Linked DNA regions of Rattus norvegicus: region 1 is linked to region 2. A link is a contact called in public Hi-C data. All regions are on one chromosome and are shown on one strand. Each heading gives the region's core, a stretch centred on a gene start, on an enhancer-like site or on the middle of the called end of the contact. The rest is flanking DNA. Distances are from core to core; before and after follow the strand shown. Region 1 overlaps Tpi1l2 (triosephosphate isomerase 1 like 2). Region 2 has its middle 97 kb from the start of Rreb1.

What was found. Hi-C and Micro-C count contacts between places; a contact is called where the count stands out from the background.
Region 1: a Hi-C map of liver shows a contact between it and region 2, with 4 times the contacts expected there. The contact joins two enhancer-like sites. A contact is called at or near these places in 3 of 12 Hi-C or Micro-C datasets (kidney and liver).

The regions. Positions count from the first base shown.
Region 1 is chr17:27,501,646-27,505,850 of GRCr8, forward strand. The region is part of intron 1 of Tpi1l2 (triosephosphate isomerase 1 like 2); the gene reads right to left. Among named protein-coding and RNA genes, the nearest start is that of Ly86, 190 kb to the right of the region's middle. Within about 2 kb of position 2,171, at least 5 of the 93 cell types and tissues checked have an H3K27ac peak or open chromatin away from gene starts, as enhancers often do. A contact at or near this core is called in liver, where this site is marked.
Region 2 is chr17:27,302,816-27,307,021 of GRCr8, forward strand. No RefSeq gene overlaps it. Among named protein-coding and RNA genes, the nearest start is that of Rreb1, 97 kb to the left of the region's middle. Within about 2 kb of position 1,601, at least 4 of the 93 cell types and tissues checked have an H3K27ac peak or open chromatin away from gene starts, as enhancers often do. A contact at or near this core is called in liver, where this site is marked.

The sequences.
Region 1 (4,205 bases), core at 921-3,420, 200 kb after region 2:
AACCGAGCTAGGTGGCTGCTATTTCTCTAGTGACTCTGATTTTCAGGATTCTGTTGCCTATCATTGCAGACATGTTCATAGCAGATAATACAGTCATCAAGCAAGACACCAAATGCAAAAAGATTACTTCGATTCCTTCGTTTGCTTGTTTTGAGATGTGATCTTGCTATGTAGCCTTGAGGAGCCTAAAGCTCACTGTATAGACAGGTCTGGCCTCAAACTGTCTGTCTCTGCCTCCCAATTGCTAAGTTTAAAGACATGTATCACTATGCCTGGCTTCTGATTCATTTCAATATTTAGAAAAAATTTTTTTTACAATGTTAAGGATGGAGCCTAGGTTCTGAAGGTGCTGGGCATGTACTTTGCTGGGCTACATCTGTCCCTGCTTCGATTTATTTTATTTTATTTGCTTTTTTTTTTTTGCTCTGTTTATTTATGCACATGAGTGTTTTGCCAGTATCTATATATGTCTACCATGTGTGTACTCGATACCTGTGGAAGTCAGAAGAGGGTGTCAGATCCCCTGGAACTGGAGTTACAGATGGTTGTGAGTCACATGTGGGTGCCAGGGACTGAACTCAGGTCCTCGGCAAGAGCAGTGAGCACATCTGACTGCTGAGCCAGCCTTCCAGCGCTCTACTCTGATTTTTTAAATGCAAATTTTATTTTCAAAATGGACTGGGAAATTTTTAGAAATAGATCCACAATTGTTCCTCTAGCCATAATAGAATCTGGACTGATCCAACATTCACAGTGTTCGTATTTCAGAATTGGATCTGTTGAGAGTCAGTGGGAAGTGAATATCCTTTCTTGGGAAGGACAGCAATGAGTCTCTAATAGTGTAGTGGTGTGTGTGTGTGCGTGTGTGTGTGTGCGTGCATGCATGTGTGTGTGCATGTGTGTATATGTGTGTGTATGTATGTGTGTGTGCATGTGGTGTGTGTATGAATGTGTGTGTGTGCGTGCGTGAGTGTGTGTGCAAGCTCCTGTGAGAAGTGGGAAGAGAGGGAGAGTTCATTTGCATTATGTGTAGGGAACATAGGATTCTGATATTATTTCTGTCTAACGAGGGACCTACAATGCTAACAGCAATATTACAGTGTGAAATAGGCCTGTAAGAGGGTGATGGGAACATCAGTCAATCAGTTAATGCTGGCTGAAAGGGCTGTGGGGTCCAGGAGGAGCTGTTAGACGTTGTTCTTGTGGTGATGACAAAGTGCCCCACATAAAGAACTTAAGGGAAGATTCGCTTTGGCTCACAGTTTCGAAGGCGTCGGTCTGTGGCTGCTTGGCCCCATTCTCTTGGCAGAACGTCCTGATGGTGGAAGTGTGGGATGAAGAAGCATCTCCATGGCAGAAGCTGAGAAATGGATACAGGAAGGACCATAGCAAGATACAACGCTGAGGAGGAGTCACCCACAGCGACCTGATACTCTGGCTGGTGGCAGCCCCTACTTTTTAGCATCTCCAAGGCATGCTTCCAAATTATGAATCCATCAAGGGGTTAGTCCACTGATTAGCTCAGAGCCCTCAGGATCCTGTCACTTGTTCTCATCCCCCAAGTCTGTGGAGGGACATTTTACACTCCATGACAGCATGTTAACCCTTTTGGATTGTTGGATGTCTATGAGAGGACACAGTAGAGGGCCTCAGGTAGACAGGACAGCCGCTGCCATGACGGGTTATAGGTCCGTGTTCCACTGCCCCCTTCTATTTGCTTTGGACTCCAGGTCCAGGTCTCTGTCACGCCCACCTCTTCACAGAGGAGCAAGGCTCTCAGTGCTCCTGAGTTGGGCTGGAGTCCCCTCTGCTCTGGAGGCCACACAAGAGAAGATTCCATCTGCAACTTGATGAGAGAGACTCATTTTGCTTGGCACCCTCTTGGAGAACCACAGTATTCTCTTGCGACATCTTTTAAGCACCATAAAGTTATGTGACTGGGAGGGAATGTCCAGGGATGGATACTGTGCAGGCCAAGATCTTCCTAACTTTCTGTCTCTCTTCAGTTAGTGTGAGGAGGGAGGAGCAGGAGGGAGTGGTCCTCCACATTTTTGCTGGTTGGTAAAATATTTGCAGCAGGTTGAGGGAGTGGAGCAGAGATGCCTACCCAACTCTCTGTGCTTTGTGTGCCTGTCTCTGTTCCCTCGCTTTTATTTACCTTTACTGTGGACTATGTCTGTCTGTCTGTCTAGGGAGTTAATGTTCCCCAGAGCATCACCCTTGCTCTCTGACTCTGATGGTTCATGTGCAGTGTTTACTTAGAAGTCTCAAAGGCCACGCTGTCAGCCATTGGGCAATCCTGCTTTCTGTGAGACAACCTTGGTATCTGTTAGGAGAGATTTTAGCCCAGCAGTGATAACATCAACTCCATCTTCCTGTTCACTACAGCTACCAACAAACACCCTTTTCCTTTCTCACACGACAGCCAGCTTCCTCTGAACCTTGTTGAAAGGTCTTGATGTTGGTCTCCACTGCAGCCACATCTGCATCACTGCTCTGGCGGGAATCCCCCGGCCCTGTTACATTCACCTAGTAATTTTCCTGCTGTTCTTCTTTCACCTGCTTCTTGGTTCCAGCTGCCGTCATTATAGTTGGAACTGAGCCCACTCTGTTGCTCCAGCTACAACATCCCTTTCGCCACAGTCTCCCTCATGATTTCAGCCATTGTTGGAATAGTTCTTAACATTGACATTTGAGGAAGCACACAATCATTTGTACAAACACCACACGCAATGCGATCAGTGGCTGCCATGAGTAGGGAGCTGACCTTTACCTTGACCTAATCAGGCAGCTGTCCAGGAAGTGCTTGCCTCCCGGTCATCACAGGGTAGAAACTACTTCTACCGTAGCGTGATGGGCTGCTAGCACGATGTGCTGCCTCTTTACAGGCAGCAGGGTCAGGTAAGCAAGGATTGTAATTCCCAAAACTGTGATCGAGAATTAACCTTTCTTCCTTTTAAGTTGTTTGTATCAGACATTTTGTCATAGCGATGGAACACTAACACACTACCTTACTCTAACACGTGAAGGCTGAAATGGAGTTGAGTTAGAAACTCTCATTGTGTACTTCCAATGGGGTGACACTGAAATAGATTTGGACAGGTCACTGGGCATCATGGTATCAGAGAAAGAGACATGGCAAAAGTCAATTTCTATCCATTGAGTCCCTGTACATCCAAGTGTCAAGTTTTTTGTTTTTGTTTTTGTTTTTTTTAACCATAACCTTGTCAGCTTTTCCTTAGGGGAACACGTTTTCTTTCTTTTTCTTGTCTTAAGAAAGCAAGGGCATGCAAGGTTAGAATTTCCCTTCTCACGTGAAGGGTGGATACACAGGTGGGCTAGATGCTATTATACATTAGCAAGCAGATCAAAAGCAAGAACCAAAGGGACAGAATGTTTCTTCTGGGAAAAGAGCTAAGGCTTTGTGAATCATTTGTAGTCTTAAATCATTGGCTCTCAGAAACCCCGGGGTGGGGGTGCTAGGATCACAGTGGGTGGTCCGAAAGGCACAGTAAAGGGTTAGTGGCAAGACTTAGTGCTTAGGATCACAATGTAAGTGAAACTAATTCTATAGGTGGCCCCCACCAGAGAATGGTAAGAATACAATAGATGTTTGAAAGGCTCCTGTGGCTAGCACTTCAACTGCTTCTTCTCTGCCTTTTGAAGTAAACTGTCCACACTCCAGGCTCGCTCTTTGTGGCTATGTTTTAGAGAGGAAGAAAAACTCACAGAGTACCCAGTAGTTTGGGCATGATGTAAACAAGCAGCAGGTCCCTCACAGAGCCCCACCTGCGGAGGTAGTGAACCAGGGGATCTTATGGGAAGAAGGGACTAAATGGTTTGAACAAATGAAGAGTGACAGTGAACTCAGCTTCCTGCTGGTGTTGGGGTAAAACCAGCTCTGCCACTGAGTCAGGAGGGATTCAGTCTTGTTGGGATTTTCCTCAGTTTAGTACAAGTTTGGTTTAATGTCAGCTAGTCATTTGGTGAAGGTATTCAGATAAAGAGCCACATCTTAGCTGGACACAGTGCACTTCGCCTGTATTCCCATCAATTGGAAGTGATCCAGTGATCCAGTGGATCAGGAGCTCATGGCCAACCTCAGCTTCATGAAACCCAATCAATCAATTAATCAATCATCAATCAACCAGTCAATCAAGAAATCAGATTTGTGGCTTAAAAAAATCATGTAAAGATTAAAAATA
Region 2 (4,206 bases), core at 351-2,850:
CCCTCAAGTTGACGTCCTTCAACAAGGGCTCTCCAGAAAGCCCTCTGTGAACTGTGGCTGTGGAAAACCGTGGGCCCAGACGAACGAGCAAATCCAGAGCCTCCTAAATACCAGCAATTGTCCCGCCCAGAGCCCATCTGTGCTTTGTGGGAATGGGCGATGGGAGTCGAGGAAATTACAGGCTACCCAGCCATCAGACCTCCTGAAAAGATTACGGGGTGACTTGCTGATCTTTAGGTGGGTCAGGGGTTTTGAGGGAAGGTTAGATTCGAAGCCTGTAGTTAGTGTTGAAAGGCTGAGTTTGGCGTCTCAGGGCGATACAGGTACTGTGGAGAAAGTCCCAGGCAAAGACTAATCTCTCTGGGTTCCTGTCCTGGTTCCCATACAGCCAGTGGGTGATTTGGTCACTGCCTTTCCTGGGCCTCAGTGGGCTCTCTAGGAACATAGTTGCCATAACTAGTTTAGATTTTCAAATGATTGTCAGCAAGAGGGAGGCTATCACCCAACCGCTCCGTTGTCTTCTGTGACTAAGCTGTTTTCTAAGGAGGCCCTCGATGAGTTAGTTGTTGGTCTTTCTTCCTTTCTTTTCTTTTTTTTTCTATTGTTGTTTTGTTTTCTCAAGTCAGTGTTTCTCTGTGTAGCCCTGGCTGTCCTGGACCTCACTCTGTAAATCAGGCTGGCCTCGAACTCAGAGATCTGTCTGCCTCTGCCTCCTGCCTACCTCCTCTGGGATGAAAGACATGGACAGCACGCAGCAGCAGGCCAGTGTTCCGAGGCTATCACGGCACTCCAGGGAAGAAGCTACAACACAACTTAGTGTAAATTTCATCAACAAACAGTTGAGCTTCGGGGAAACACAAATGGCTATACTTCAACCAACCATAAGCATCCAGCCCCATACCACGCCCCAATAAAGCAAACGCCTGGCGTCGCCAGCCAATCGGGCGATTTCTCTAGCTTGCTCCTGTGGGCCATAAAGGTTCCCGGCTTGCTGAGTAGATTTCTGTCAGCATCCTCTGCCATGATTGTTGCTTGAGTTGTGAAGGGTTCTTTGCTCAAGAAAACTTCATTCAATTTATCTGTCTAGAGTTTTCTGGGAAGCAAGCCCGCCAACACCCCGGCTTTAAAAACTAGGACACAGTAAATTTCTAAGGTGGAAGCCACCCTGCCTGTGAGTCTGTGCCCATCAGAGAGCAAATCAGTAAATTCTCTTCCCAGCAGAGCACCTCAGTGCTCGCTACTCAGTTGCTCTCTTCAGCTATTTCTCTCTCATCAAAATGTTTAATGGTCTCAAATGCATTTTAACTTTTTTAAATTAAATTAACTAATTGATTGATTGATTTTCGAGGTAGGGTCTTTGTGTAGCTCTACGGTCCTGGAGCTAACTATATAGACCAGGCTGATCTTGACCGTGAGACTCAAGTTCTCTACGCACCCCTACCATGTGTGAGGGATTGCCAGAGCCTGATTTGCTGGTTCCTTGGAGCGAAGCCGAGAGGGTCCTGCTTCTCACTGTGGGTCTCTTTGAGGTGTGCTCTGTCTAGGGCTGAACACAGCAAGCCTTTTCTGTAAAGGTCCAGGTAGTAAAACACACTAGAATTTGCCATACTTTGCAACAGTTTCCGTTGGGGCTATGAAAGTACAAAGGTAACCACAGACAATATGTAAACAAACAAGAGGACCACGTTTCAATAAAGCTTTATTGACAGATACTTTGACACAAAAAAAAAAAAGGACAGGCAAGTTATAAATTATTTCTTTTTTTTCTAAATATTTCTATTTTTAAAATATAGAATGTTGTTTGTTTGTTTTGTTTTCTCACAGATAGTAGAGAAAAAAGTGTCAGACAGAACTTAGCCCAGAGATTTTAGTTTGCCAGCTCCTGGTCTAGTGAACAGACCCTGAACTCTGGGGTCAGAAAAATCAGAAGTTCGAGTGTGTCACTTGCTGGCTGTGTGACCTTGGGTGAGTTACACAATCCTCTCTCCGGAGCTTGAAGAGTCGGTGTGCGTGCTGAAGATAACTTATGTAAAGATTCCGGCTTTCAGAGAGCACTCAGTAACTGTGAGCTCTTTTTTTGATTTCTCGCAGTTAGAATTCATAACCCAGGCACAAAGTCCACCCTGAGCCTGTAGGGCAAGAGAGTCCGGGACACTCAGCACACAAAACATGCTCTTTGCCCTGGCTACAAATGCACATGTGTGCAGAGTGTATTTATGTTTACATATGAGACTCACAGCTCTCCAAGATGAGAGGGAGAGCTGACCTCTCACTAGGTCCTGTGACAAGGGCTTCTGGATTCTAGGTTATATGGGGAATGCCTCTAGTTTAGCAGTTCCTTAGTCTCTTATAATTTCATAACACAATAGAATGTCAGTTTGTTAGATCAGGAAGTTTAAAGGAACATTTCTAAATGTACTTAGTCTATGTTCTACAAAAGGGAGATTTCAGTCCTCAGCCCTCCTGCTACCGCCATAATTCCTGCAGTGGAAAGGCATTATAAAGGCTTTGGGTGGGTGGGTTGTGGTGGTGGTTGAAGCCCTGGATGAGGCATCCTTCCAGAGTTCAGAATTCATCCACTTACCTGTACTGCAGGTCCCCTGCTTGGACATTTTAATGCATTATGAAGAAAAAAAATATTTTCAGCAGGCCTCAATTTTTTTTTCCTGGCTGGCCTGGAACTCACTGTGTAGATCAAGCTGCCCTTGAATTTACAAGGATCCATCTGCCTCTGCTTCCCAACTACTGATATCCAAGGCATGTGCCACCATGCCCAGACAAACATCACGGAATGTCAAGTGATTCCTACATTGTTTTAGCCTGTCTTCTATTGCTATAACAAAATATCTGAGAGTGGGTACTTTGTAAAGAATAAAAAAATTTCCAAACATTTCTGGAGTCTAGGTGCCAGCAGCCTGTGAGGAATGATGGGTATCTTGGATTCCATGGACCAGGGAGGTATCCTGTGTCTAAATGCAAAGAGCAGAGAGAGAAACGAGACAATGTTAGCTCTTTTTATAATGGTGTAACATATTCATAGTGCGGAGCACTCATGACCCGAACACACCTGAGTATTTCCATCTCTTAACACTACACATCAGCCATTAAATTACTGACACATAATTTTTTTTAGAGTACATAAAATGTGTGTGTGTGTGTGTGCATGTGTGTGTGTGTGTGTGTGTGTGCGTGTGTGCATGTGTGATCAAACAGGCTCACATGTGCCCTTGCACATGTGTGTGGAGGTCAGAGAACAACTTTGCGGAGTCAGTTCTCTCTTTCAACCTTTGCGTAGGTTCTGGGATCAAATTCAGGCATTGGGCTTGCGTAGAAAGTCCCTTTACCCACTGAACCATCTTGCAAGACAAGGAAAGTCTGAAGACACCAGTGACTAGTCTCTGCCCTCAGATACCAGTCCAGGGGCTTCTGATAGTTGAGCCGAACACAATAGGCTTATGTGGGCTGAAAAGATAAGGTTCAGGTACAGGGTAACCTAAATAAAGTGTGAGCAAGAGGGAACTTGCTGTGTATCATATCTTTGTTGTATTTGGCAAATCCTCCAGGTAAGGGTGAGGACTGCCAATGTCCAACACTGTGCTTCCAAGCATAAGACCATGGGTAGACCAGTAGTCTCTCTCAGCTTTGATCTCTGTGCACATGTAGAAAAGTGTTTGATCATGGCTCTGACGAGTATGGTGCCATTTCAGATATGGCATTAGTAGTATCTTATATGAGGGAACAAGATCAGAGGAGTTCAGATGGTTCCTGATATCACACAGATTGGAATGCAGTCCCTCAGACTCCTGTTCCAGTGTTTTATCTCCAAGGCAGTCTACTTTCAAAACTTTGGTCCATCTTGTTTTTTTTTTCCCCCAGATAGTTTTGAGTATATGGTATACATGTTTTTGAGTTTCATGAGAGATCAGAAATAACTTAAGGGATACAATTTATCTATTAGTATTTCATAAACATTCCTTCAGACATTCAGTGGCAGACAGTTGCTCTTTAAAATATGCTGTTTGTGATTTCAGGGAAGAACTTGTGCATGCCATGGCTGACTCTCAGGGTATGGGCTGTGTGTCTGTGGAGAGGTTTTTCAATCTGCTCTTAGATTTTTTTTTTTTTTTTTTTTTAGGCCCAGGTGTTTATTTCCCTTATACGTAGGATGGTTCACAAACACAATACAAGGGCTTCGGCACTGCGGGG